4 separate regions of the Mus musculus genome follow, and regions 2, 3 and 4 are each linked to region 1. A link is a contact called in public promoter capture Hi-C data. All regions are on one chromosome and are shown on one strand. Each heading gives the region's core, a stretch centred on a gene start, on an enhancer-like site or on the middle of the called end of the contact. The rest is flanking DNA. Distances are from core to core; before and after follow the strand shown.

Region 1 (7,582 bases), core at 4,272-6,771:
TGGGGGTCAGTCCTCTCACTTAAGGTTAGAACCTATGCCCCTGACCCCAGGTGGGATAAGGACTTTCTTCATTGGCCTGGGTATATTTGGCAGGGTCTCTCACAGGAAGCCCAATGTCTGGCACATGGTGGGCACACTGTCAGTGGGGTTACTTCTCTTTCTGTGGTTCGAAGTAGGACTGTGAGGGCTGCTATACACACACATATTTTAATCACAGGACTCAGACATGGAGGGGGCTAATGGCTCCACAGGGCCAGGAGTCCCTGAAAAACACACTGGGAAGATGAACCCACATGATGGCTCAGTCTGTCTCCACACAGCTAGAAGACTGCCCTGATGGCCATCAAATGACTGGGTCCTCAAGGCCAGGTGACCTGGGGAATGTTCCCTCTAGGAAGTATGGCGTGCCTAAGGGCTTGTATTATAGGGAAAACAGGAAAATGAAGGGTCCTGTTGTCACCTCAAACATGGTTGTTGCAATGGGTGTTTGAGCTGTAAACAGCTCAGGGTCACAGGCCTGGTGCTTCCTCCTCCCCCACCCCCATATCTTTCTTTCATTTTTTAAAAAAATTGTTTTTAATAATTTACTTATTTCCATTTTATGTGCATGGGTGTTTTGCCTGCATGCGTGTCTGTGTGATGGCATCAGAGCATGGAGTTACGGACAGTTGTGAGCTGCCATGTGGGTGCTGGGATTTGAACCTGGGTCCTCTGGAAGAACAGTCAGAGCCCTCAACTCCTGAGACATCTCTCCAGCCCTGCTTTTAAAATTTTTTTGAGAAAGGGTTTCACTATGTAGCTTGGCTGGCCTGGAACTAGCTATGTAGACCAGGCTAGTCTCAAAACTCCCAGAGATCCTCCTGCCTCTGTTTCCCTACTGCTGGGATGGTTAAAGGCATGCACTACTACACCTGGCTTACCCACTACCTCTTGCAGGCCCTTCCCCAACATTTTTTTTAAAGATTTATTTTATTTATTATATGTAAGTACACTGTAGCTGTCCTCAGACACCAGAAGAGGGAATCAGGTCTTCTTACAGATGGTTGTAAGCCACCATGTGGTTGCTGGGATTTGAACTTAGGACCTCCAGAAGAGCAGTCAGTGCTCTTAACCACTGAGCCATCTCTCCAGCCCCCTTCCCCTACATTTAATAACTGACCACCAAGCACTCTGAGAGACCAGTGAGGTTTGCCTCGCTGTCCTGTTCTGTGTCCTCATGTCCTGAAGATTTGGTATGTGATTTGACAGGAACACCCCCTTGTCAGGTGACAGCCCCTTCAGAGATGCCACCGTTGGAATCCAGGGGCCAGGGGCCTAGCAGCCCTCCTCTGCCATGCAGCTCTCTTCACCTTTCTCTGCCACCAGACTGTTCATGGTCCCCTTCAGAAGGCCACCGTCACCCCAGGAATGACTTTTGTTGTGTATGGTGCTAAGAATGGAACCCAGGACCTTAGCACGCTAAGCAAGCATCCTACAATTGAGCTATATCCCTGGTGTTTAATTTCTTGAGAGAGGGTTTCTCTATATCCTCATGGGTGACCTAGCATTCACTGTGTTGCCTCAGATTTGGGGGTAGGGGGTTATCCTATGTGTATGAGCATTTTGCATGCTTGTCTCTACCTATACCACAGGTGTTCCTGATGCCCAGCAGATCAGAAGAGGTATCAGATCCCTTGGAACTAGAGTTACAGATGGTTGGTTGTGAGTCACCAAGTGGGTATAGAGAACTGAACCTGGGTCCTCTCCATAAGGAACACATGCTCTTAACTGCTGAGCCATCTCTCCTTCGTTTCTAGAGGTTGACATCAATGCGACTTAGCCTAGCGCAGTCAGGAAACAATGTATCCACTGTGTCTAGCACAGTCAGGAAACGATGTATCCACTCTACCTAGCGGTCAGGAAACAATGTATCTACTGGAGGGGAAAGGTGAGTGCCGGTGAAATACTCACACCAAGGATTACTTTCAAGTATGAAAATGGAGGCTTTTTGCAAAGGGTTTAGGAATGTGTGGGGAGTGTTTCCTCTGCTCTACTAAGCACGGAATCTACAATTCTGTATGATTTCAGCAACACAAGTTGAAAATAACCAAGAGAAAATGACCAGAAGGGGACATACCTGTGCTTACTGGGCCATCCTGCTATCCTCTGAACTCAGGTAGTTATGGCACCTGCCTGACATCCTCCCTCTGGGTCTCTCTTTGGACATCTCCACGGATGCTTCAAACTGACCCAGTCCTCTATGAACTGAGGCTCTCTTACCCTTCCATACCTCCAAGCCTGTCCTTCCTGCTGAAGCAAACAGTGGCTGTTCTGTCACTGCTCTGTCTCTAAAGCAGGTGACAGGAGATGAACTTGACATCACTCACTCGAGTCCTCGCTTCCGGCCAACAGTGTCTGGCTCTTTAAAGCAGAATGTATCCTTTTTCTATGGCTTCTAGATGCATCAGAGCCCGCTTAGCCCCCACAGTCATGTTCCTCAACCCCTAAGCTGTTCTTGTCAGCCGAGAGAGATCTACTTCCGGATGTAAATTAGATGCTGTGACTCCCTGCTTAGAGGTTCCAGTGTTTGTCACTGCACTGGGAACAATCCAATCCGTGCTTTCCGTTCCTTTATCTCCCAGGGGTTTCCAGCCACACTAATCACCCCTCCCTGAACATCTGTCACACTCTCTCCTCCTCCAGGGACATTGCCCTTGCTCTTCAGTCTGCCCCAGATTCTCTTCCCAGGCCCTTTGGCTAACTCAGCATACAGGTCACTTCCTCGAGAGGGTTCCCCAATAACCCCGTTCACATGGGTTCCATTTACCAGCCAGTGGCTTATTTCTTTCATGATTTGTATGATGAAAACAATCTTCACTTTAGTGAGTTAGTTTCTACTTGGTTTCCATCCTGTTGGTCAGTTTGGTAGCTTGATGGGAAAGCAGAAGCTGGTCTTCCATTTGGGTCACCATCCCCGCCACTAAAGCCACCATCGAAGGCTTCCTCCTTGACCGGATGTCTGACTTTGGCTGTGCATTCCAGTAACCCACTACTGTGTGAAAAAAAAAAAAATTGGGGCAGGCAAACCCTGGTGCCTTCAGAGAGTTGTTCTACAGTTTAGGTGGCAGGGCTGGTGAGAGAATTCACTTCTCTACTCCTCACTGGTGGTGGCTCCAGGCTGTCAGGGAAGCTTCTGTAAGGTCCGGTAGCCAGTGGGGACTAGAGCTAGAGTTGGCTGGACGGACTTTACGGGACCACCCCATGAGACCTAACCGTACTTTTCATGTGGTGACCGGATTCCACGGATGGAGAGAGGGAGCAACAGAGAAAGCTTGTGAGTGAGGGCTTGCCAGATGCCATGCCATGCCATGCCACAGAGGTCTTCTGCCCAGGCTGGAGGGCAGGAAGCAGACCCTGAGGCTGTTGGCAGTGCCAGGATGGCTATGAGAAGAGCTAGCGATCCGATGGGTGACAGCAACTCCTAAAAGTTGTCCTCTGACCTTTTATGTGCACTGTGGCATGTGTGCACTTGTGTGTGTGTGTATGCATGTGTGACATGCACACATTACTACTACTACTACTACTACTACTACTACTACTACTACTACTACTACTACAACAACAATTGGAATATATATCATGTGCTTCTTTTTGGAGAATGCAACCAGACATAAATTCCTTAATCCTGCTGGGCGGTGGTGGCGCAAGCCTTTAATCCCAGCACTCGGGAGGCAGAGGCAGGTGGATTTCTGAGTTCGAGGCCAGTCTGGACTACAGAGTGAGTTTCAGGACAGCCAGGGCTACACAGAGAAACCCTGTCTCGAAAAGCCAAAAAAAAGTTCCTTAATCCTTCTGAGACAAGAGTTGACAGACTTTTGTACTCCCAGCTGTTTGGAAAGCTTAAGCCCATGAATTCAAGGCCAGCCTGGCAATAAAATGAGACACCATCTTGAGAGAGAGGTGTGGGGGGAGAATTCTAAGATTCTTTGTTGAAATATGGAGCATGGTCTGCATTAGTGCCTACCCAGCTGAGGATGGTCTCATGCATATGCCCTCACACTGCAAAAACCCATGTTCTATAGGAAGCAACAAGTTTCAAGAACTGCACATTCTCTCTGTATCACTTCAATGAGCCCCTTAAGAGCAGGGACAATCACGATAATGAACTTGTAATGGACCCATTAGAGCAGGCTAGGACTGGACTCCGCGGCTTGGGTGTAGGAGGACTCCCCAGGGTCCTCAGGGTTCCCAGGTGCTAGGCAGACCTGCTTGTACTTCGAGGTGGATGGTGGGTCAATAAAAGAAAAAGGAGTAGACCTTGAACTAGTTGGCCATGATGTAGGTCAGGTTAGGAGAAAGGGGAGGAGCCAAAGTAAAGATGAGGGAAGAAGAGGAGGACGAGGAACCCATGGAAAAGAAGGGGGAAAAGAGAAGGGGAGAGAAAGACCGAGAAGGGTCTAAAGGAAGAAAAAGAGGCTGCATAGTGTGTGTGTGTGTGTGTGTGTGTGTGTGTGTGTGTACGAGCTACCTTCTGGGTGGCAAGAGACTGGGCAGCTACCATGCTGATGAGTGCCTTCCCAGGGCCAAAGAACTTACTATGGTTTAGGCACAGTGTGGAGAGGGCAGAGGTGAGGAAGGTGTAAGGGATTCTGAGAAATTAACTCTGATAGCCTGAATAGCTCAAGAGGAAAGAAACCATGCCCACCAATACTGGGGCCTTGGAGTCTGTGGTGGAGTCAATCTGACCCTGTTGGTATTCAGGGTCACAGTCCCATGCCAGCCCCTAACCGGCCTAGAACCTGCCCCCTAAGCACCTAACGGTCTGGCATCCTCAAGGCACAGCCTGAAGTTAATCGCAAAGACCATGAAATTGGGGTCGGGGAGACAAGACTATGCCCGGGTTCATAGGCAACTAGGGTGTGCAAGATCCAAGATGCACGCGGAACGCCACGGTTCCAATGGCAGCGGACAGATAGACGAGGCAAAAGGAGTCCAGCATACTCTGTAGGATCCATCCTGCTTCCTTCTCAGACCAAGAACCGACCGCGTGCCAGGTCGTGTTCAGTTTAAGGTTCTATAGGATGGGGTCGTTTGTCATGCCCAGTTAAAGGGGGCGGAGTTCGCGCAGGCTCAGCACCCACAAGGGGCGCGCGGCGCGGTGCTGGGTGTGCATGGATGCTGGCTCCGGCCCTTTGAGGTCCGCGGGGCCTCTGCCAGGGAATAGTCTCTCCTGTCGTCCACGAGGCCCCTACGGCGACGCCGGGCTTCCAGGCTCCTCGGCCGGGTGTGATCCCCCAGCCCGCAGAGGAGCGGCCGGCGGCCCGGAGCGGCGGGAGCGAGCCGAGGCCGCGGCTGCCCGGGCCCGCCTGACCCTCGAGGGGGTCGCTGTTGCCTCGCGGATCCCTCCCTCGCTCCCCGCTCGCGTCCCTCCCCGCTGCTCCCGCCGCGTCCGCCTTTTGTTCGCCGAGCCGCGCGCCCCCGAGCCGAGGCGGCGGGGCGGGGAGCTGGCGGGGCTGCGTGGGGGGCGGGCCGCGCCGGGCGGAGCCGGGGCCCTGGCCTCAGCCGGACTGGGAGTCCGAGGCGGCGATCGCCGAGCAGGCTGCAGTCGGGGTCCGGGCGCACTCCGGGGGCGCGGCGAGGCGGAGGGGGCGGGCACCGGGCGGAGCCGGAGTCGGAGTCGCGGCGCCTGGAGGAGATCGGGCCGCGCGCTGAGAGCACCGAGTGGCGGAGAGGCCGCGCGGCGCGGGGCAGGGCCCGAGCGCAGCCCCCGGACGCAGGAGACCGGAGCGCAGTCGCGGCCTGAGCGGCGGGAGCGCATCCGAGACCCGCCGCAGGGACACCCAAGCCGGCCACTCCCGGGCCATGCGCGCCGCTCGCTGAGACCCGGGGAGGCCGCGATGGAGACGCCAGCGGGAGAGTCATCGGCGCGGGGCTACGGCCCCCCGCCTGCGCCCGCGCCCGCCGCGGAGAGGAAGAAAAGCCACCGCGCGCCATCACCAGCCCGGCCCAAGGACGTGGCCGGCTGGTCTCTGGCCAAAGGCCGCCGCGGCACAGGCCCGGGCTCCGCTACAGCCTGTGGCACCGCGTCCTCGGCGAGGCCCGACAAGAAGGGGCGCGCGGTGGCTCCTGGTACCCGAGGCACGGGGCCTCGGGTGGCCGGGGTGCGCACGGGGGTCCGCGCCAAGGGTCGCCCTCGTCCCGGTACCGGGCCCCGCCCGCCGCCGCCGCCGCCCAGCCTCACGGACAGTAGCTCCGAGGTGTCGGACTGCGCGTCGGAGGAGGCGCGCCAGTTGGGCCTGGAGCTGGCGCTGAGCAGCGACGCCGAGTCTGCGGCGGGCGGCCCGGCGGGGACCCGCACCGGGCAGCCGCCCCAGCCAGCGCAGTCGGGGCAGCAGCCTCCGCGGCCTCCCGCCTCCCCGGATGAGCCGTCGGTGGCCGCATCGTCGGTGGGCAGCAGCCGCTTGCCACTCAGCGCCTCGCTAGCCTTCTCCGACCTCACCGAGGAGATGCTGGACTGTGGGCCCGGAGGCTTGGTGCGGGAGCTGGAAGAGCTGCGTTCCGAGAACGACTATCTCAAGGTGGGGACCTGGGGGGGATGGGGGAGGCGCAGGGGCGGGAGAGGACTGGTCATCCGGGCTCAAGAGTCCAGGGCGCTGACCAAGCAGGGAGAGTGCCCCACCTTCTCTTCCCACTTTTCCGGTGAGGAGGATTATGGATAAGACACCGAGTAAAGGACCCCAATGTGCACTTTCCCACCCGCGGTAAAACTGTTTTAGAGGACACGTTCTGATGGGTGAGTGGGGATAGTCAGCCAAGGCTGACCTTCCCCCCCTCTAACCTGCCCAGGACCCCGGTCCCAGATCAGCAGGCTTTCTCGGCTCTCTGTTCTGGAACCAATGTCCGTGTGTTAGGCTGCCAGGGAAACCGTGCTATCCCCTGGCAAGGAGAGGCAGAACACCATCCTAAGTCCTTACCCAGGGCTTCCCCGGCAGGCCTGTCCTCGCCTGCCTTTTGGGGCGGATCCAGTTTGAAAGCGTGACATCTGGGAACATCCCCTTGGCTCGAGTCCACTTCCGCCCAGTCTAACGGTCCCACAGCCTGGGAGGATGATGTCGTGGGAGAACTGGTTCAGAGGCCACTTCCTCAATCCCAGGATATTGTCTTCTGTCCCCTCTGAGAGAGGTTTGGGCAGACTTGGCCCGTGCTCCCTGTGGGAAGAGGGAAACTGTCCTGCTGGTTAGGGGTATTCCCTCTGTGTGTGGGCCTGGAGAGCTGTCTGGGAGAAGCAATCGTCGGTGACTGGGCACCTAGGTGCAGCCCATGCTCTGGCTGCCTCTTCTTTGACATGGTGGCAGCTATGGGGACAGTCCTGCCCTGGCTTCTTGACCTTGGTGTGGGAAGCTGGGATCTTCACGGGCTGCACTGCCGCTGCTGGAAGAGGCTACAGTATTGTCTGCACTTGACAGTTGATGGCCTGGCACAACACCCAGAGTGCCCTGGCCAGGAGCCATTGAGTTGACAGCACTCTAATGACATGTCTGCCCTGTGGCACTTAACTGCCTCTTGCTTCTACTGTCGGGGGAGTCTTCCTTAGGATGTTGGG
Region 2 (7,463 bases), core at 4,222-6,721, 330 kb after region 1:
AAACAACACTGAGATTCTACCTCACATGTCAGAATGGCAAAAAAAAAAAAAACAAAAAAAAAAAAACCCAAAAACAAAAAAAAACCACACCAATTCAGGTGACAGCAGATGCTTGTGAGAATGTGGAGAAAGAGGAACACTCCTCCATTGCTGGTGGGATTGTAAGTTGGTACAACTACTTCGGAAATCAGTCTGGCAGTTCCTCAGAAAATTGGACATAGTACTACCCGAGGACCCAGCTATGCCACTCGTGGGCTTATACCCAGAAGATGCAAGCTGGAAAGAACCCAGATGTCCTTCAACAGAGAAATGAATATAGAAAATGTGGTATATTTACACAATGGAGTACTACTCAGCTATTAAAAACGATGAATTCATGAAATTCCTAGGCAAATGGATGGAACTAGAAAATATCATCCTGAGTGAGGTAACCCAATCACAAAAGACCACACATGGTATGAATTCACTGATAAGTGGATATTAGCCCAAAAGCTCCAAATACTCAAGATAACAATTTGCAGACCACATGAAGCTCAAGAAGAAGGAAGACCAAAGTGTGGGTGCTTCTATCCTTCTTAGAAAGGAAAACAAAATACTCACAGAAGCAAATATGGAGATTAAGTGTTGAGCAGAGACTGGAGGCCACCCAGAGACTGTCCCACCTGGGGATTCATCCCATATACAGTCACCAAACCCAGACACTATTGTGGATGCCAGGAAGTGCTTGCTGACAGGAGCCAGATATAGCTATCTCCTGAGAGGCCCTGCCAGAGCCTTACAAATACAGAGGTGGATGCTCGCAGCCAACCATAGGACTGAGTGGGGGGTTCCCAGTAGAGGAGTTAGAGAAAGGACTGAAGGAGCTGCAGGGGTTTGCAACCCCATAGGATGAACAACAACATCAACCAACCAGAGCTCCCAGGGACTAAGCCATCAACCAAGGAGTACACATGGAGGAACCCATGGCTCCAGCTGCATATGTAGCAGAGGATGGCCTTGCCATGCATCAATGGGAGGAGATGTCCTTGGTCCTATGAAGTCTCAGTGTAGGGGAATTGAGGGTGGGGAGGTGGGAGTGGTTGGGTGAGTGGAGGAACACCATCATAGAAGCAGGGGGAGGGAGGATGGGATAGGGGGTTTCCCGGAGAGGGGGCATGGGGAAAGGGGAGAAATAAATAAGTAAAAATGAAAATGAAAATTAAACAAATAAAAAGAAAATGATAACCCTCAGGAGGGGTGGGAATACCTGTGAGCTGTGCACATAGCAAAGGTTTAGTGCCTGGGACCTTTACAACTCCTCATCCCCTTTCCAACCTGACACAGGTTAGTGTTATCTGAGAAGAAGGAACCAGAACTAAAATTACATCAACAAGACTGGCCCATAGGCAAGCCTGTGGGGCATTTTCTTGATGTAATGACTGATGTGGGGAGGGCCAGGCCAGGCCTTTGTGGGTGGTACCACACCTGGGCAAAAGGCCCTGGGTATGTAAGAAAGCAGGCTGTGCATGCTATAAGCACATTCCTCAGTGGTCTGTGCTTCCAGGTCTCTACCTTGAATTCTTGCCCTGACTTTCTCAGTGATGGAATGGGAGTGGCCAGAGCACGCTGAAATAAACCCTCTCCTCCCTAGGCTGCCTTTGGTTATGGAGTTTTATCACAGTAATGTCTAAATAAGACAACTAAGGATCTCTGTAAAAATGGGCAAATGGATCCAGGAGTGATGGTGCATATCTTTAAACCTAACACTCAAGATGAGAATATAACACCAGCCTGGGCCACGATCAGATCCTGTCTCAAAATGGAATCAGTGAGCTGGTGAGCTGGTTCTGTTGAAGGTGCTTTTCTTCCTAGGCTGATGACCTGAGGTCAGTCCCCAGGTGGGAGGTGAACCTGCTCCTTCAGGTTGTCTTCTGGCACATGTCCCCTCCTCTGCATGAAGTAATGGAGGGAAGGGACACCCAACATCAACCTCTGACCTCAGTGTGTGTACACAGGGTATATGCATCTATCTGCAGTGCCACACACACACACACACACACACACAAAGAGGTGAGCTTTATGTTAAATATTTTGCCACAATAAAATTACGAAAAGGGGCTGGAGAGATGGCTCAGTGGTTAAGAGCACTGACTGTTTGTCCAAGGGATCCTGAGTTCAATTCCCAGCAACCACATGGTGGCTCACAACCATCTGTAATGAGATCTGATGCCCTCTTCTGGTGTGTCTGAAGACAGCTACAGCATATTCATACACACACAGACACACACAGACACACACACACTCACACACACACACACACACACACACAAATAAAATTTTAAAAAATTACGAAAAAAAAGGCTAAGTAGGGAAAAGAAGTCAGCAGTTCTACTCATAGGGATATAGTAAAAAGAACTGAAAATAAATATTCAAAATCTTACATACAAATATTAATAGCGATATTATTCAAAATAGATTTCATTATGTTATTACAGAAGGACTCTGGCACTTGTAATATTTCTTCATCTTTGATATTGCCAACACACCTATTACAAACAGTGAGACGTTTGTTGTTTTTATTGGTGTGTTATTTTCATCCATGCAGTGTGTATGTTAGGGGTGCGGAGCAACTGCTCTACTACTGAGCTGCCCATCACCCCAGCCACTTCCCTTTTCTTTAAATTTCTCGACGGAATTAAATGCTGCTGCTGCTGTCGCCAGGTCACAAGAGCAGCCACTCTTGCTCTCACCACCAAAGTGTCACTTTTAAATAGGAAGAGACAACTAAAGCTCCTGGACACTCCAGGAAAGCTCTAACCCTACAGAGAAACAGGAAAGGAACCCTCATGGCTATGCAGGAACAGTCTGAAAAGATGTGTGACAGACGGAGATGACAGCAGCAGGACACAGATCCTGAAGCCTGTCTCCAGTGTCTGCCATGCAGCGCTGGCTCTGGCAGAAGCACAGTGTGCAGCGCCTGGTGGGACATGTCATGTGAGCATACAAAGCCTATGCCTTGGTCAGACTCTGCACAGCAGAGAGACCCGTGGCCCATGCTGAAGAGCAGAGGAGAACAGCAGCACTCCTTCCTAGAAGAGCCAGGCCCACCCAGAGCAGGGCTGGAAGATGTCTCTCACTGCTGCTCTCCTCTAGCTTCTCAGAAGTCAGGAGATGTCATCTCGTATCTCTTGGCCTTTGGAGTGCAATGTGGTGTATTCACTAATATGTTGTATAGTTAAAATAATAATGTCTTTCTATTGGAATAAATAAACGCTCAAGCCAGTTGTGGTGTACACCTTGAATAACAGCGCCTGGAAGGCAGAGGCAGGCAGATCTACACTAAGTTTCAGGCAAATTAAAAAGTATTGGTGAGGGCTGGAGAGATGGCTCAGGGGTTAAGAGCACTGACTGCTCTTCCAGAGGTCCTGAGTTCAAATCTCAGCAACCACAGGGTGGCTCACAACCATCTGTAATGAGATCCGATGCCCTCTTCTGGAGTGTCTGAAGACAGCTACAGTGTACTTAAATATAACAAAGAAATAAATCTTTAAAAAAAGGATTGGGAGGGGCTGGTGAGATGGCTCAGTGAGTAAGAGCACCCGCCTGCTCTTCCGAAGGTCTGGAGTTCAAATCCCAGCAACCACATGGTGGCTCACAACCATCTGTAACAGGATCTGACGCCCTCTTCTGGAGTGTCTGAAGACGGCTACAATGTACTTACATATAATAAATAAATAAATCTTTAAAAAAAAAAAAAAAAAAAAAAAAAAAAAAAAAAGGATTGGGGAGGCCAAGCAAGAGAAGAGGGCCCCAAGTTCCAGCCACACTATACAGTGGTACTCTGTCTAAATAATTGAGAAAGGTGGGAACGAGAAGGCCTTTCAAAGTATATAGCTGATTCTCAAAACATTGAGCAAATCCATTGTTCACTGCAACGCTAGTTCTAACAGCCCGGCGGTTAGGACAGAAATGACCAGCGCGCTGTCCGGTAAGTAAGACAGGCACACTCGGGAACATGGAACATCACCCAGCAGCACAAAGGAATGGTACACACACACACACACACACACACACACACACACACACACACACACACGATACTATGCAGTATGCAGACAGAGGAAAGGCAAAGTTATGACGGTGCTTTCCTGGAGTCCCAGACTTAGGAGACTAAAGAGAACTTAAGTTTGAGGCCAGCCTTGGCTTCATAATGAGTTCAAAGACAGCTTGGGCTACAAAGCAAGACCTTAAGGGTAGGTAAGAAAAGATGAGAGATCAACCCAGCCAAGTCATGTGAAAGGAATTTCAAAAAACAAAAACAAAAAAAACAAATGTAAGTGAGAAGTTAGTGGTGGTAGTATTATGCTTTGTGTGAGACATGGTCGCACTCTGCAACCCAGGCTAAGTCACAACACCCATGAGTCCCCTGCCTGTGCCTCAGGAGCCGGGATTTATAGACATACTGCTAACAAGTTTCACCAGACGCAGTCAAGTGCCTAAAGTTTTCCAGAATAAAATCCAAGGACAGAGAAGCAGAATGGCTTCGAACTGCTCATCACCAGGAAGCACCCACCACACCGCAGAGCCCTAGGTCAGAGATGGTGATCTCGGACAGCACACTTTCCTCTGCATTGTCCCTTGCACGCCAATGTGTAGGTAGTTACATATGTAAATGCAATTATGAGTTTCAACTTTATGCCTAAATTGTGAGGTCTGAAAGGCATGCTAACTATCCAAAAAGTTCTCTCAGGATAAAGAGAAAAGTGAGTCGAAGATCAAGCAGCCAGCAGGTGAAGTGTCCAGTGGGAAAGGGCCCAGAGCAGTGTCTGAGGAAGAAAGGACAAGGTTTACAGGTGGAAACAGATCCAGAGAGCATGGCCAGGCCCAAGCAAGACAAGGGAACCAGGAAAGATAGGAAGCCCGAAGAAATTAATACTTAGTGACTTAACTCTGAAGAAGAAAGGGAAAGCCATCACACTGCACTGAAGAAGTATGCAGGTGAATACAGAACAGACCACTGGTGTGGCCACAGGAGCACTGGTCGGCATGGCCACGGGAGCACTGGTCGGCACGGCCACGGGAGCACTGGTTGGCTGCCTTCTGTCAGACACTTGGTGCTTTCTGATCTCTGCCACTGGTCTGATTTTTTTTTTTAAATACGTCATAATTAAATCTATTAGGTAGAAACCTCAAGAGTTCCCTGCCCCAAGGTGGGTGTAACATCAAAGCAGGGAAGAGGCTCAGAGGACAGTGAAAACTGACTCTTCCAACACCCTGTAAGTCATCAAAGGTGTCCTCAGAATACATTATCAGGGCCACTGGGATACAAGTCTATCCTACCCGCACCCTGAGGCCTGTCCTTCCTGAACCTTCAGTGGAAGAGGAACCACCTGAGAAGCGGAGCTCTAGTAGAATGTGGTCAGCACAGGGTGATAGCCTCAAGGTTCCCAGCCTCTGGCTGCAGGCCGTGACTCAGGCTCCCTGCACAACATCTGTCCCTTTCCCTGGCCCCTTTGTCTTGGTAGTGCGCAAAGATAAACCCAGGGCTCCTGTGTGCAGGCAGTCCTGGCCGGGCCTAGCTTCTTAGCTTCCTTTTTGTTACGTATCTAGAGTACTGACGGAAACTAGGTAGAAAAGCAGAACTCTTCTCGCCATTTACAGTTCTCTCCTGTGGGGCCATGTCAGATGCCTGTACTTAGGGAACACAAGCACTCAATGAGGAGCTGGGCAGGTATAATTAGGGTGGCAGGTCTGTGTCCAGCACTTCGTCAGGGCCTTTCCACTAATTACCACTCAGTCCTCACAAGGTTCTTATGCGGGCAGAGATGAAGATCAAAAGCAGGTGACTGAGCTGGGATCGTGTGTGAGCAAGCCCACAGCCTGACAACAGGGAGCTACTATCATAATGCTCATCTGGGAAGAGGTCTGGCTAGGCAGACGGAAAGAATGAACACTGAGAGGCAAGCTCACAAAGTGAGTGTAAGAACAGGGCCTATGATCCTCCCCGAGAGGCTCCAGACACACCCAGGGGATCACCCTTGTGACACCCACCTTCTTCAGAGAGGTTGTTCTCTTTGGTCTCCTTGTCCATCTGGCAGCACCAGCCTTCCAGTCTCTCCGTTTCTGCCTGAAGGAGCTTCAGGAACCAGTAGCCATCCCTGCGGCAGGCCCCTGGCTGAGCGGGCTCTGCTGGGGAGCTGGAGGAAGTCTCCAGCCAAGGGTCGGGTGGGGGCAGCGAAGACGCCTCCAGGGCAGGGTCGCTGTTGTCTCCATAGGAGAGGTTGCGCTTGATCTGGGCAATCTTGGGGGCCTGTCGGGGGCCAGCATCAATGCTGATGGAATTGGGGTGTGAGGTACAGTCTGGGAGACTCCTCTCAGATGACTTACAACTGGAGTCGTTGGCATCCTGGGTATCAGAGTCAGTGTCCCGACGGGAGGACATGCTGTGAGAGGGGGCACTGCTTCTGTTGGGGGAGGATGGGGACAGGAAGGAATGAGTCACTAAGAGGGCCAGAAACCAGCAGCCACCTGACCCGGACACACGGGGAGACAGAGAAACGGATGCATCATCTGCTCACCATGCGCCTGAAGCGGGTCCCACAGCCCCCGCTCATTCTCTGCTCAGCCCTTGCCCACCCTGCCCATGCCCACACGCGCGCACACACACACACACACAAGGACAAGGTCATAAGGTTGTCTGTTTACTGCAGTGGGGCCAGGAAGACCACCAGTATCAGGGAGCAGGGGCCACAGCCCAGCCCAGCCCAGCCTCGTTCCCCTTGGGGTGACTGGTCTCAGAGCAAGCGCTCATGTGTCCACCCACCTGCCCCGCCCAGCCCCCACACCTGAGCCACCACCCACACCCACACCCGGCTTGGTTATTAGAAATCCAGCAAGGAGAAGTGGGTTAGGGAGAGCAGGAGAGGTGAGGGCGGAGGGAGGGAGAGGAGAGGGGAGTAGCAGCCACCACACCTCTGTCCAACTTACCGCCAGTCGTCCTCTACCTGAATCCCGATGGACTGGAATTTGGTAGCGGGACTGGGCTCCTCTTTTGGCACTGGCTGAATGCAGTCAACCTTATTGAAGGACAACGACAGCCACGGCACGGAGACAAAGACAAGAATAAAAACAAACACCACACTTGCTGCTGAAATTCACATTAGTGGGACGACGCAAACAGACATGTGGACAGACGGACACGAGGCATGCAGACACTGCACGTAGGCCCAAGTAGGGCCAGGTTAAGCCGGGCACTGCTCATTCGCGAGGAGGCGGGAGGGGATGGAGATGACTGGCTTTCCCTACTCTGAGGAGGGCGCCATCACATCGATCGCTTTTGGTCCGTTGTCCTCCGAGAGGTGGGAACCGCTCCTTCTAGTCCTCTCCTTTACACGATCAGAGAGAAAAAAGGACGACGGGAGAGAACACACACAAAGCCACAGCCGTTATCTGGTGTAGTTGAAGCCGAGGGCTGTCTGGAGGCA
Region 3 (6,647 bases), core at 3,677-6,176, 470 kb after region 1:
CTTCTTAACCCAAAGATCCTGGGGACCAAGTGCCTTGTTTGCTCCCCGGGGTGGGCTGGCAGTGGTGGTCACTTCTTACCACCCATATAACCTCACATCTATAGGACGTCTTAAGGGCGGGTCACAGCCTCCGTTAGTAACCACCATGTAACAGGGGGGTGGGAGTGGGGGCAGCGCAGGAAGGGACAGCAAAGCTCAGACCAGGCCTATCACAGGGCTGAGACACTTGAATTCCAGGGATGCCTTAGGCTGTTTACTTCTACCAAGTGGGGACCCATCGCCAGTGGATACAGTCAGGTTCCCCGAAACGAGCCTACTGCAGTTGATCCCATAAACTTCATACCCATCACATGCTGGTGAACAAGCGGGAACACTTCAGGATCCCCAGAGGATGGGGCTAACGTGAGACTCTAAACTCTCGCTAACTTAGATCCAAATCCTGGTACCAGGATTTTGACATCTATGTGGCTTTGATCCAATTACTTAAAAGTTCTCTGTGTCCAATGTTCTTATCTGTAAAATGGGGCCAATAAAAATGGGATGTAGTAGAGGCTGAAGCAGATATAGGAGGCTTGGAGTCAGTATTACTAAGTAGCAGACCCTGAACCACACGCTCAGTTCTGGGAGATGGTCAATGATGCTTTATCAAGCAGAGAGTTGATTTTTTTGTTTTGTTTTGTTTTTTTAACTGTCAGCTGCTGATAACGGCTGTTATTATTATTATTATCATCATTGTCAACATTAGCAGGAATCCCCAAGCCTGGTTTTGCAACCAGCCCTAGTGAGGGGTGTAGCAAAATTCTCCAAACAAAATGTGCTTCCATTCATTTTGGGCTTTTGAAAAGGCCACGTCAGACGGCTCGGTGGGGAGGAGGCGGCATTGCGAAACCCAGCAGAGAAGGATCCAGGCTGCTTCTCGCTCAGGAAGTGATGTGCCATCTACTCCAGAGAAGCCCTGGCACAATGGCTATCCCTAGGGCGCAGTGACGGGGTTACTGGTCCACTCTTCAGCCTCTGAGTGGCCGTGGGCAGCTCCTGCACCTCAGTTTCCCCACCAGGCAGACACACTAAGGTATTTCCTCGTCATTCCTGCCAAGGGGAGGGCTAGAAAGTGCGGAAATTGAATGTGACCTGCAAGCTGCAGGGTGCTGAGCGCACCCCAAAGGCTCCAATCTTGGCCTGAGGTTGTTGCCAGGGGACTACTGAGTAGGTGGGTACAGAGAATCAACAACAACTGCTCCCCAGACCACATATACAAAACAGGTAGTCATGTGCAGCTAAGAGCCCAACAAAAGAGTCCAGTGGACTGAGCGAGCATACATTTGTCTCTGTGTCCCCACCATAGGAAGCCCTGCAGGGGATTAGCCATTTACTTAATGTGCCCAGTCAGGGTTCAGTTAAGAGTGATGTCTCTACCTGAGCCAGCCCACTTCACCTCTCTAATGGCAGGATCACCCATCAGGAGAAACTGCTGGCCCCTCTCAGTCTGTGGACCACAACCCTGGACCTGTACACACACAGTCCTTCAAACTTACTAGAGCAGACCAAGCCTGATCCTGCGCCCCAAAGTGCGCACAGAAGCAGCTCATCTTCACGACCAGTGTCCCCGAGGACCACTCAGGAGGCCACCTCTCTGATTAAGACGCAGGCTGCCTTCCTGGCTTTATGAATGCCTGTGGGGTCCTTGGCCGGCAGTGTCCTGCTCCTTCATGCTCAATTCACTCACATCCCTGAGGCCCCCCAAGCCCAGAGCAGCACATGTTCTTGGGGACAGGTTTCCAGCACCCGGCAGCACGGGTCCCCAGGACAGGAAGAGCAGCAGGTCACGTACCAGATCTCCTCTGATTTGATTCTCTGCACCACCCCCGCCCCCCAGCACTAAGCACTGAGTGGAGCAGGAAACACTAGTGGCCCAAAGAAGGAATGGCAGGCAAGAAACTAGTAGCTAGCAGACTCCCCACTCCCATAAATGCAACAAGAGGTAGCTAGGTAGGCAACTGATCTGAACCCACGAAGTGATGCAGAAACAGGTACCCAACCACGGGGCCACAGGAATGCCCAAAGATGCTGGACCTACCCACGGACACACTGGGATTTTAGAGGCCACAGACCTATAACTTCCACAAGTCTGCCAAGTGCCTCTGGGTGTACAGAGCCAGCTGGAGCCAGAGGAACCCATAAGGACAGTCATGTGGGCAACTGGACCTGACCAAGTATCCTCTGTGCCCATCCTCCACTTGGAATGCCCCAGTTCACACTCACCCATTCATTCAAACCAAAAATAAATAAATAAATAAATAATAAATAAACAAGAGCAAGTTCCCTCAGCCAGTCAAGACCCGTCCTCAGCACAAGGAGGCTAATGGGAAGGTGTGTCGCCGCCCCTCCCATGTCAGTCACAGCACAGAGGTCTTGGGGCTGTGGAGATGTTGACAGGGACACAGTGGCCTGGGCACGGAGGAGGCTTTTTTCCAAAGGCAATGTTCAGGATGAGGCCAGGCTGATGAGTTAAGTAGGTGATGTGGGTGGGGACTTGGGGGAGGGGGTATGGGCAGAGGACCCAGTATGCTCAAAGACCCTGAGGCTAAATGCAACCTGAACACAGTCCAGGAACTGAAAGCAGGCCAGGGAGACCAGAGCCAAAGTGAGAGAAGATGGGGAGCAAGATGCAGCTGAGAGGTAGCTGCTGCGGGGAGGGGGCTGGGCTTCAGGCTGGGAACTATGGACCAACTATATGCTTTCCAAAAACAGAAAATCAGAATTAAAATTTTTTCATTCCCATTTCGGAATGTTTAAATGAAAATATACTAAAGTCCACTGGAGTTCGGGAACGCTATTTTTAAAATTTATTTTATTTTATTTTTCAAATCAATGAGTACTCATCAATTACAGTTGTAGGGGAGGGGCGAGACCCTGCTCTCTGCTGGGTAAAGGGCAGCGGACAATATCCCTCAGTGTGTAGGTACGCTGGCATTTATGAAGCCAGATGCCTGTGAGCCACAAAATCCTAACAAGATGCCAGTGGGTGCCCCGATACACTAGATACGTCACTGAGTCCTCTGAAAGCTCCCAAGTACACGTTCCACCCTCAGCCCCTGAGTGCTGCGCAGCCTTCCTTCAAAACAGCAAGTTCGGCTGCCAAGCAGCCGTGCGCCGGCCCGGGGCACAGCCCTCAAACCTGCAGCTCATCTCTGGCTGACACCAGCAGGATAGTCCTGGGTACCGGGTTCTGTAAGTCAGTCATCAGGCCCTGCCTACCCCACACTTTCTCTTGACTCGGGGCCCTGCCCACCTACCTCTCCAGTGCCCAGCCTAGCTCCACCTGGCCTAAATGGACGAGGGCTTCGCGGACACCACTCACAGGCACACCGGGCATTGCCCAGCTTCCGGAGAACCCACACACTCTATCCCACCCCAACCCCAATACAGACACAGGCACACACGCCTGCCCCACGTGCACAGACAGCATCGTCAGAAGCTACTGGGAACATACTCGGAGCTTGTTGAGCAGTCGCTGAAGCCCAGCTGAGGGGGAGGATGGCCCCCCAACCCGAGCCTCGGCTATCAGCCCGGAAGCCAGCTCTGCGGCCCCACCCAGTCCCGCTGTCCTTAACAGTCTGGCTCAGGCCCCTCGGACCACCCTTGGCCCAGGCAGCCCACAGTTTTCTATACCAGAGGAAGGGGAGAGAGGTAGCCACCTGAGGGAAGAATTCCACAGACTCCTCCAACAGGCATTCTGACATGGTCCTGTCTGGTGAAGCCACAGAGGCAGAGGGACCGGACCCTCCCCCACCGCACAGGAGGTGCCAAGAGTAGAGGCGGGGCAGTCCAGCCTCCTTAGGGCTGGGGACTGCAGCCCCCTCCCCCTCTGCATTTTCTACTTCCAAGCAGGTGGAGGTGCTGGGACATTCCCCCCCCCCCCATCAGCACAGTCCTCCAAGCGTAAGGTTCCCCATCCTTTGGGTATCTCCGCCACAACTGGCCTTCACCCACCCACCTACCCACCACCCTTCCCCCATTTCATTTTCCCCCACAACATCAACAGTCGGTGACAGCCCTTTCCGCAACACAGGCAGCATAGAAGAACGCGAGAAAGGAGATGGATGAAGGGCTGGATGGGGAATCCGACAAGGCAAGCTCTGCCCAAGGAGGCCCAGGGACCATCACTTGCCCAGGTAGCACATGTCCCCTCCCAGCAGGCCCTGCACATCTGGACCCAGCTGGCCTCCGCAGCCACCTGGTCTATCCTCCACCCGCTCTGTACGCGAACCCCCGTTCCCGCGGGGCGCCGCACGTGGGGGCCTCCCGTGGCCATGTGAGCGGCCCCCCCACAGCCCAGGTGCCAGGGTCGCTCGGCCCCTCCCGGGCAGACGAGCGCTCCGGGGGCGATGCGGCGCGGGGTCGCCCGCCCCCTCCCCGGATGCCCGGTCCCGGGGAGATCCCGGGAAGGGAGTACGAGCGTGCGGCAGGCTGAAGGCAAGGAAGCCCCGGCCGCCCGGACACGCGGCTGGGAGGGGGCTGCCGCTGCCAGCCGCCTGCGGATGGAGGGCCGGGAACCGCTCCTGCGCCCCGGCCAGGGAAGGGCCGACAGCATCGGAGGGGCCGGCCCGCGTCGGTCCCCAGGCCCGGGCGCCACTGCCCGTCAGAGGATCCGGGAGACCCCGTCGCTGAGCGCATCTGTCCCGGGGTCTGCCCGCGGCTGGGGGCTGCCCCCGATCTAGCCTCGGAGGAGGGTCTTGACGCGTGCCACCCCCGCGCGCTCACCTGCGCCCTGCGCTCGACCGCCTCGGTCCACTCGGCCTCTGCGCTGCGCCCGCTCCGCTCGCTCGCTCGTTCCGCTCGCTCTAAGCTTCGCTCGCCTAGGCCCCGGCCCCGGCCCCGGCCCGCGGGCGCCCCATGCCTCTCCTCCGGCCGGCGCGGCGCCCCAGATGCGGCTGCGGGAGGAGGAGCCGCGCGGCCCCGGCTCCCCGAGAGCGGCGGGGAGGGGGCGGGGGGCGGGGAGACGCGCGCGGGGGAGGGGGCCGCGCGGCTGCGCCCAAAACCAGGCGCGGATCAGGCCGGGGGCCCGGGGCTGCGGGGGACCGCGGGGGCCGCTCGGGGCCCGGCGCGCCACCCCCGCCGCCCGCCCGGGGAAGGGAAGGGGAGGGGAGGGGCACCGCGGCTGCGGACGCTGGGTGTGTAGCGGAAAGAGCGCTTGGGAATCTGCGACCGATCGTCCAGAGAGGGCAGACTACCGGAGCGAGGTTACACAGCGCTGGCCGCGGTGGCGCGCGAACTTGGAAACCTGGGTTATTGAGTGGGTCGGCAGGAAGGTGTTTTGGCTGCGTTCACTGTGGGGTAGGAAAACTGAGGCACGGGAAAGATGCGGCTGGTCTGGGTCTCGCTGCGGGAGTCAGGCTTCTTCTCACCCCTCTTTCTCCCGTTAGGGTTCTTGCCTCTAGGATCGGGTGCCCCCTCCCGGTGACCCGCTTCCTGGAGAACCCTTGTTTTGGGCAGCAGTACCTGGCTGGCTAACGCATCTCTGGAATTCGTGGCCGGGCACCTGTCCTCCCTCTCACGGGGGCTCTGTGATCACGGACCATAGTCCGTGCTTCTCCCTGAGCTCGTTTTTCTACCCGCACAATCGGGACCACATAAGCATCTACCTCCTTAAGAAACCGAAGAGATAAAGAATAGAGGTAAGCTCTTCGTACTGGATCATGGCATTCAATAGGTGTCAAATGGATGTGCCTCCTCCCCTGGCTCCCACACAGCTGTCCCTGGAGAATACTAGGTATGCAACTGAGGCTCCTCCAGGCCTCTTTCTTCTCTTCCACTGCCTGCCCACCCTCCTCACATCTCTACCCCACTATTCTAGTCCTAGCCTCTCCTCTTGCCTGAGCCTGCAATGCCCTCCCACCATCTCTCAGTGACAAACTCCTACTCATCCCTCAAGACCCAGAGCAATTTCATGTACCAGCTTCTCACACTACTGGCCCACCCATGCCTCCCTTCAAAAAAAAAAAAAAAAAAAAAAAAAAAAAACAACCAACCTTCCCTTTCTCCCAGGGTTTGTGCTGTTTGGACTCCCACCAACTACAGCTACTGGCCCAGAGGAGATCTGCCATGACCCATGCTGCAGGAATTGGCTTCCTGGCTAAGATAGGCAGAGGAAAGGTCAGTTTGGAGTCCTAGAGGAGGGTGAAGGGCAGGAGAGGAGGGACTGTAGGTTCAGGCAGCTGTCACTGGAGAGGAACAAGGTCCCTTCCCTTGGGTAGCTAAGAAGACCTCTATGGATTCGGAAGCCTCTGGCAGGGCTGAACAGTGGCCTTGCACTGTGTAGCTGGCTAAAATGAGCAGGTGTCGACCGGCCTCAGAAAAGGGTTTCAGGGCCTTGTTCACCGAGGCTTTACAGCAGCACTGACTATAAGTGAAAAGCTGATCACAGTCTAAACAGCCGTTTGTCTGGAGCCGGGTAAAACAGTGACCACAGAAGGCTGTCCCCATGCCACAAGCCTCAAACATCTGTTAGGACGGGTCACAGAGCCACACTTGGCTTGTGAGGACTCAGAGATGGATTTCATGACTTGTGAGCTTCACCTGAATTCAATATGATCTTTAAAATAATAATAACATTAACAATAATAATAATAATAATATGTAATTGG
Region 4 (7,566 bases), core at 2,775-5,274, 280 kb after region 1:
GTTACTTAAGTGCCTAGCTACTGTTCAGTCTCTCTTCCCATTGGCTACTGTCCAGTCTCTCTCTCTTCCCATTGGCTACTGTGCAGTCTCTCTCTCTCTCTCTCTCTCTCTCCCCATTGGCTACTGTCCAGTTTCTCTTCCCATTGGCTACTGTGCAGCCTCTCTCTCTCTTCCTATTGGCTACTGTCCAGTCTCTCTTCCCATTGGCTACTGTGCAGCCTCTCTCTCTCTTCCTATTGGCTACTGTCCAGTCTCTCTTCCCATTGGCTACTGTCCAGTCTCTCTCTCTTCCCATTGCTCAGCAAAGATGATTCCTTTCCTCTCCGTCTTTGACAGTGTTTAGTTCTGTCTCTTGCTTTAAGTTTGGCAATGTGACAGTATAGTGGCTTTTTACCACCCTTCCAACCCTCAAATACCAGTCAGGTTGAACATATGTTAGCATATTGAGTTTGGGATCCATCACAAAATAACACAAAGATTTAACTTACAACTAGATTGTCAATTGGCCTTTTCCCTCATCTCCTCCCAATTCGAAATGTCTGACTTCCTCTTCTCTCTACATTTTTTAAAGAAAGGGTCTTACATAGTCCAGACTTGCTTTTGTTGTATGAGAAAAAAAGTTTCCTGGCAACACGAAATATCTACTCACCCCAGATGGGGAACCCACAACAGACCAAAGTATGATATCACCAAAGTCCAACACAGTGATCCTGTGAGTTTAACTGGGGTTACTTGCAAGAGTATGTGTGAGGGGAAAGACAGGAGCAGAAATGACTCAAAGACAGCTGCAGGATCAAGGCCTACCCCAGCATGGGTGACAGCTCATGAAAGCTGGGACCCGGGAGCACACTGCACAGCCTGCAGGCAGCTCAGCAGGGCAGAGAGTGTCCCTTCCACGTGGCTCAGATGGTCTAACCCTCTTCTGAGCAGCTCACATGGCTCCTCTTTGTTTCAGGTATCTGGTCTCAGAATCTTCTTGACAGCTTGGTGTCTAAGATCCTTCTGTGTTGCTTATCTTTCTTAAAGGGACTCTCAGCTTCTGTTGCTTACTCTGGCAAGAAGGGGTATAACTGGACTCTCATGGACCTACTGGGTATGTAAATAAAGATAGAAAAACATTTGTATATTTTAAAAGCTTAGGCCTTTAGCTTGAGCTACCCCTCAGCTCCTCTAACCCCACCAATTCTGCCTCCATCCTGTCATGTGGTCAGGTCTGTCTCTCTGCTCATGTTCACATCTGTCCACCTCTGCGTCTGCTGGCTGAATCCTTTACTTCTGATTCCTCTCCCAACATCCCTTTCTCTTTACCAGAGAAGTCCCACCTTCCACTTGCTGCTTAGCTATTCGCCGTCTGCTATTTATTAAAGCCTATCAGAGAATGCCTTAGGCAGGTGAGAAGGACAGAGACATACCTTCGCACAGTATACCCCAATCTCTCCCCCGTTTAGTCCCCAAAATGGCTTTTTCTCTTAACATCAACAACTATATACAGTAAGAACAATTATGAACACTATCGGGTAAGAACGACACTCACCGCGTTCAGTCCGTTTGTATGTGCCAGTCTTGGAGAAAACCCTTCATTACCTTCCTATCTTGGTGAGTCCAAAGCTTTGCACTGACTAAATCACTTTCGGTCACCGTTCAAGCCTTCACATCCTCTGACTCCTACAGCCTGCATTTTTAATCTCTAATAAGGAAAACTATAAGACTATAACTCTCTAGCCTTCAACCTCATCTGAGACCCAAGAAGGACAAATGTTACCTGAGTGAACAGGAAGTGCAGAGCAAGCAGCTCCCAAAGCTGTAGACATGACAGACTGCTGGCTGCCTGGACAGTCCAGTCACCCAAGGTTCCTTCATATTGTTGGGGCATCCATCTTCGGACATCAAGCCAATAAGATCTGATAGATTCATCCGTGACTTTTGAAGGATTAGCCTACCTTGTCTCACCGAAGTTGGACAATCAACTTCTCTGTGTCCTGTGTGTCCACGGTTTGGACAGCATGCTGTCAGTAACTGAGATGAGAGGCATTTGTTCATTTGTTTGTTTGTTTGCTTGCTTTCCCAATGGCATCTTTGCCACAGTGGAGGCAAACTCCAGGTGCAGGTTCTTCAAAGCCCATCATAATCGTTAGAGTAGAATGGGTGCTGCCAGGAACTTGTATGTCTCTGTCAGAAAAGTCCTTTATTATTAAAATATCTTAAATGCCATGTTCTGCAGATCTCTGAAGTGTTTTGAAGACCATCTGCCTACCTAAAGTATATCTCAGTAGATAAACATTGCTTGTTTCTAGCTATTCACTTTATATAGAGACTAAATAAAGCTTGTTTCTGTAATTAACTTAACTAGTGCCTAACATGACTACAATTAAGATTATTTATAGGTGACCAACTATAGTCTCCCCTCCCCCAGCCTGAAACCTGCTTGCTCAGGGGTGGAGCTTCCCACTCAATCGTTCTGCCACGCCCACTGCTGGAACGTGCAGCTTTGCTGTTTGGAGCCATACACGTGGTCACCCTGCTACTGGACTCCGAGATTATTTGGCGGGAATTGGGCCCCCTTCCCCTGCTTTATAATTGCGTGCAAAACAGTAAAATTGAGCTTTGATCAGAATGCCTGTCTTAGCTGCATTTCTTTCTCTCGTCGCCTAGCCCCTCTTCTCTTCCAGGTTTCCAAAATGCCTTTCCAGGCTAGAACCCAGGCTGTGATCTGCTGGCCAGACACAACAACCAACTACTAACTTTTATTTCTTAATTATCCTAATCAGTTTATAATAGCAGCATTCAAAGGGACTAGAAGTTTGTATCAAATTTATAGATGAATTGCATATGAACAATACCTTAAACAAGAGTTGAGAAATATATACACTATGTTTTGGCAAATATAACCTTACGTTTCTGTCAACATACAAAAATCCATACCAATGTAAAATATTTGATACTTCATGTTGCTTTCTAGCCTAAAAGTAGATTCAATAGTCTACTTTTCTTTTCCCTATATCCATATATTCCCCTCATTTCTTTTTGTCTCACTTTCTCCTCCTTCCCCCTAACACTGGATAAGAGAGAAAGAAAGATAGGGGAAGAAAGAGATTCCCTGAGTCTAACATCCCTGACCACGACCATTAGTAACTTGTAACCAACCCCTAAACAACAGCGAACATCCATAACCCAACCAATGACCAAAATCCCTCACCCCTCCTCTCAGAAATGGGGCATCATTTTCTTAAGATTGCTTCCAGGGCTGGAGAGATGGCTCAGTGGTTAAGAACACTGATTGCTCTTTCAGAGGTCCTGAGTTCAATTCCCAGCAACCACATGATGGCTCACAACCATCTGTAATAGGATCTTATGCCTTCTTCTGGTATGTCTGAAGACAGCTACATTATACTCATATACAATAAATATATATATAGAATATTGCTTCCTGCAATGGCATCATTGGAGCATCCTAAAAAAATTGGGACATTGGTGAAGTCCTGGGAGAGCCGGCTGTTTCACTTGTCCAGGCTCTGTGGGATAGGAAAGTGCAGGGCTTAACTGCAGTCCTGGCTGGAACAGTCTGTGAGGCTGGACCATCTGTGCTGGCTGCTTTGAAACTGTCCTAGATGCAGATTTTTGAGGAAACGGACTGAGGCAGTCTGTGAGGCTGGATCACCACGGACCACTTGCTTTGTCCTCACTGGTGCCTCGTCTTTTTCCTCTAAAAACACAAACTTTTAAAGGTAGATTACATGTATGCATTAACACAAATTTTGAATGTGTAGTGTGCACAAATCAGGTAAACATGAGTCTCTGCTGTGCTTGAGTAGGTGAAAGGCATCAAACGTTCTAATTCCGTTTGGACTGCATAACCAAACTGTAATGTAAATCTTCATCCATGTCATGTGAAAGGATGGTGTGTAATAATAAGCCCTGAGGACTAGGGAGCCAACAAGATTTATCGGCTTCTGTAGACATTCCTGTCTCTGAGCTGTTCCTATGTAAGGGTATCGGCATTTGTGTCAGCTGCTGATTGGCTAGTTTTGGGTCAACTTGACACAGCTGGAGTTATCACAGAGAAAGGAGCTTCAGTTGAGGAAATGCCTCCACAAGTTCCAGCTGTAAGGCATTTTCTCAATTAGTGATCAAGGGGGGAAGGCCCCTTGTGGGTGGGACCATCTCTGGGCTGGTAGTCTTGGGTTCTATAAAAGAAAAGGCTGAGCAAGCCAGTGGAAGCAAGCCAGTAAGGAACATCCCTCCATGGCCTCTGCATCAGCTCCTGTTTCCTGACCTGCTTGAGTTCCAGTCCTGACTTCCTTCAGTGATGAACAGCAGTATGGAAGTGTAAGCTGAATAAACCCTTTCCTCCCCAACTGCTTCTTGGTCATGATGTTTTGTGCAGGAATAGAAACCCTGACTAAGACAGCTGCTATGTTGTTCCTCTGGGTCTCTCCTTCCATGTTTACAGCCAAGGTTTTCAGGAGGCCTTCCCTTAACTTAGAAGGAATCCATAACTTTCCACTTCCTGTTGAAACAAGAGCAAATCCTCTCTCCAGAGCATTCCCTGACTTCCATTCTGAAGTTAACACATCCTTATAATATATGGGCTAATTTCATTCTGCAGTCCTTTCTAAAATCCAATGTTTTTCAGCAGCTGTGCTACCTGTCTCATTGGCATTTAAAAAATGTAAAGTCAGTGAGGCATTATTTAATCTATCTCTGGGAAATCTCATACCCTTCTTCTGTTTTATGAGCATTTCCTTTCAAGTATGGTGAGATCTTTTAGACTCTTCTGTATGTTGAGCCTCTAGGTGCCTTGGATCAAGTGGCTGTAACTTTTTAAAATGTAAGGGCCATTGCTCTACCTAAATAGGCTGGTAAGTTAACCATTTTAGTGTAGGGCAGTTGGTACACTATCAGCAGTGGCCCTCCTCATAGATTTGGATTGCCAACCTGTGCTGTGTCTGCTTACAGACAGCTTGAGCAGTCTGCTGCTATCTTTCATAACATTTCTCAGTACCTTTGTCGGGAGCATCTCCTATTTTCTGTGAAGTTGGAGGAATGCTGATCTGTGCTTCCCACTGTTGCAGTAGATCTCATTCCCATATGCTCATGACTGTATCTGCCACACATGGCTTTAATCTTCCTGTCTGACCTAGTGGTTATATGCATTTCATACATTTTGGACTTTGTTTTACCTGAGACAATGTTCCAATCCCTAGAAGGTCTGTAGATACTTTTGAAGTGGCCCGGCTGGATTCCTGGAATCTTATGAAATTGTTGTTACATCTGCTCTTGTATCCACTAAGCCTTCAATCTCAATTCCATCCGACTGTCATTTCAACTTTCATCTCTTATCATTTAAGGCAGCTTGCCAGAATATCTGTTATATTCAGAATCTCATATTCTATTAGTAAGTACTACTTTTTCTCTGGTAAATGCTGTATCTAAGTTTTGAGCAGCGCTGTTTGTCCTGCCGGGCTTTAACTTTTCTAGTCACATTCCAGAGCTGTTTTTCCTTGTCTGACAGGAAACAAATGATTCGTGCTGTTTTCTGATAGGCCCTAAGCAAGGCTCTGTAGTCAGTTGTCCAACAGTAAGGGATTGCCTCAAATGTCTCTGGATGATCTACGTTCATAAGCCCTGGGTCCACTCCTTCCACATCTATATGTCACAGGGAACTTTCTCCCCTGGATTATCATTAGGGAAGAATTTATCCTCAGAACTGTGTATCTGCAGTCCTTGAGGAAATGGACTGATCTTTCACCGCTACAGCAATGAATATTTTTTTTTTTGAGTTTTCCAATCATTTCACATTTTTTTGTCCAACTTCAGCCGAATCGTAAGCATTAGACTCAGTACCCCCAGTACTTTAATCTGTTCGTTAGTAGGTGCAGATCTGGTCCTAAAAGGTCTAATAGCCATTTTGCATTCAGCATTAGCATTCCCAAAGAGAAAGATTTGGTTAAAAATTCCCTAGCATCTGTATCTGATATTGTTCTATTTAGAGCTGAAGTTAATCTTTGTAAAAAAGCAGTGAAAGATTTAATTGAACCCTGGGCTATCTTTGTAAATGATTTATGTCAGGGTTCATGCTTGATATCCAAGGTGGGTGCAGCGTTGGATGAAAGCCAAAAGCTGATGACTTCTGGCTACCTAGTTCTCTCTTGCAATTCTGAGGCCAAAAGCTAATAGCTTCTGGCAATTAACTCTCTCTGACTATTATGGGGGCCAGAGCTGATGGCTCCTGGAAATTTGACTTCCTTCTACTCTCCTAAGGCCAAATGCTGATGGCTTCTGGAAACAGAAAAAAAAAAAAAAAAGAGTTAAAATCAAACATAATTGAGGTATAGAATTGTAAACTCTTTAAGTTAGGCTAGATCATAGAGTACTTTATCTAAATTGATACATATGATGAACTGGATGTTATAAGTGTTACCTTATAATTTGCATAATTGTTATAATTATGTTCAATTAATATCTGAGAGAAAAGAGCCTTTTTAATTGGACAAAAGAGGGGGGAGTGTAGTGGGTTTAGCCTAAGGCTGCTTGTATTTTAATGTTAATTTGGGTCCCCAAAATTGTTTGCATGAGATAGCCTGCACCTAAGACACTGAGGGACCCTGCCTCCAGTTAATTCCGATTGGTGAATAAAGATGCCAGCAGCCAATAGCAAGGGAGAAGCAGCGACATAGGTGGGATTTAGGATTCCTGGGCTTGGGACTGGGAGGAGGAGGAAGGAGAAGGGAGCTCCATGATTCCCTCTATACTTTACAACCAGAGATGCGATAATTGTAAAAGACTCAGCCAGGCAGTTGCCTGGCTTCCTTTGCCGAGGACACGGTGATAAAAGTTCAGAAAGAACTCACCAATCTTCACCAAGGACACCCGAAAGAGAAGAACTCCTCCCAGCTCCTCCCAACTCCTCTCACCCTCCTCCCAATTCCTCAGCTAGCTGTTAAAAGCCCCCTACTGTCACCACTCAGGGTCGAACTCCCCTGTCCTGTGTGGTGCAGGAGTTCATCCTCAGCTAGCTGATAATAAAACCTCTTGCAGTTTGCATCAGGTGTGGTTTTCTCTTGAGTCATTGGGGTGCTGGCCAGCTCATCCCGGGACTTGAGTGGAGGCCCAGCTTCGGGGGTCTTACACAATCAGTGGAACACTGGCAGTGTATCCATAATTTTTAAGTTTCTTTTGCAATATTAGAGCATAACCATAACTTTGGAAAGCAAAACCCAATTTTTAACAGTATAAACAATCTATTCTCTTTGAAAACCAATACCAAAAGCATTAACTTTCACGTTACAAAGTTTTTGGCTGCCAGTTCTTATATATCAATGTATGACAGTATAACATTTTTTTTTGTAAATGTGTTTTGTTTTGTTATTTTATTTATATGAGCACACTCTAGCTGTCTTCAGACACACCAGAAGAGGGCATCAGATCCCACTGTAAATGATTGTGAGCCACCATGTGGTTGCTGGGAATTGAACTCAGGACCTCTGGAAGAGCAGTCAGTGCTCTTAACCGCTGAGCCATCTCTCCAGCTGACAGTCTAACTTTTAATACCTCATCAGAGAGATA

The links. Promoter capture Hi-C pulls out the DNA fragments that hold promoters and counts their contacts.
Region 2: a promoter capture Hi-C map of hematopoietic stem and progenitor cells shows a contact between it and region 1, with 4 times the contacts expected there. The contact joins the enhancer-like site here to the promoter of Soga1 in region 1. A contact is called at or near these places in 7 of 39 promoter capture datasets (the C10 cell line, the HPC-7 cell line, cranial neural crest and 3 more), 2 of 15 datasets of contacts at CTCF or cohesin (the NIH/3T3 cell line and pro-B cells), 1 of 484 Hi-C or Micro-C datasets (the G1E-ER4 cell line), 8 of 115 datasets of contacts at active chromatin or transcription factors (embryonic stem cells, large pre-B cells, memory CD8 T cells and 3 more) and 4 of 9 other capture datasets (adipose tissue, liver, macrophages and 1 more).
Region 3: a contact with region 1 is called in a promoter capture Hi-C map of embryonic stem cells. The contact joins the promoter of Dlgap4 here to the promoter of Soga1 in region 1. A contact is called at or near these places in 6 of 39 promoter capture datasets (embryonic stem cells, hematopoietic stem and progenitor cells, liver and 1 more) and 1 of 484 Hi-C or Micro-C datasets (embryonic stem cells).
Region 4: a contact with region 1 is called in a promoter capture Hi-C map of pre-B cells, with 5 times the contacts expected there. The contact joins the enhancer-like site here to the promoter of Soga1 in region 1. A contact is called at or near these places in 20 of 39 promoter capture datasets (the 3T3-L1 cell line, the C10 cell line, the HPC-7 cell line and 13 more), 2 of 15 datasets of contacts at CTCF or cohesin (the NIH/3T3 cell line and large pre-B cells), 4 of 484 Hi-C or Micro-C datasets (the CH12 cell line, bone marrow-derived macrophages, cerebellar granule neurons and 1 more), 17 of 115 datasets of contacts at active chromatin or transcription factors (bone marrow-derived dendritic cells, bone marrow-derived macrophages, craniofacial prominence and 11 more) and 3 of 9 other capture datasets (adipose tissue, embryonic stem cells and liver).

Annotation. Positions count from the first base shown.
Region 1 is chr2:157,077,204-157,084,785 of GRCm38.p6, reverse strand. Soga1 (suppressor of glucose, autophagy associated 1) reads left to right here and starts at 5,521. Exons shown (of 15, transcript NM_001164663.1): 1 at 5,521-6,557. The coding sequence starts at 5,877. It also overlaps a transcript of Tldc2 not described here.
Region 2 is chr2:156,747,924-156,755,386 of GRCm38.p6, reverse strand. Dlgap4 (DLG associated protein 4) reads right to left here. Exons shown (of 13, transcript NM_146128.6): 9 at 6,967-7,055; 10 at 6,031-6,443. Among named protein-coding and RNA genes, the nearest start is that of Myl9, 24 kb to the left of the region's middle. Within about 2 kb of position 5,471, at least 26 of the 459 cell types and tissues checked have an H3K27ac peak or open chromatin away from gene starts, as enhancers often do. A contact at or near this core is called in hematopoietic stem and progenitor cells, where this site is marked.
Region 3 is chr2:156,611,976-156,618,622 of GRCm38.p6, reverse strand. It overlaps Dlgap4 (DLG associated protein 4), which reads right to left and starts at 4,926. Exons shown (of 13, transcript NM_146128.6): 1 at 4,765-4,926. It overlaps Gm14169 (predicted gene 14169), which reads left to right and starts at 5,201. Exons shown (of 4, transcript NR_040372.1): 1 at 5,201-5,337; 2 at 5,427-5,678; 3 at 6,049-6,156.
Region 4 is chr2:156,797,264-156,804,829 of GRCm38.p6, reverse strand. No RefSeq gene overlaps it. Among named protein-coding and RNA genes, the nearest start is that of Myl9, 26 kb to the right of the region's middle. Within about 2 kb of position 4,024, at least 4 of the 459 cell types and tissues checked have an H3K27ac peak or open chromatin away from gene starts, as enhancers often do.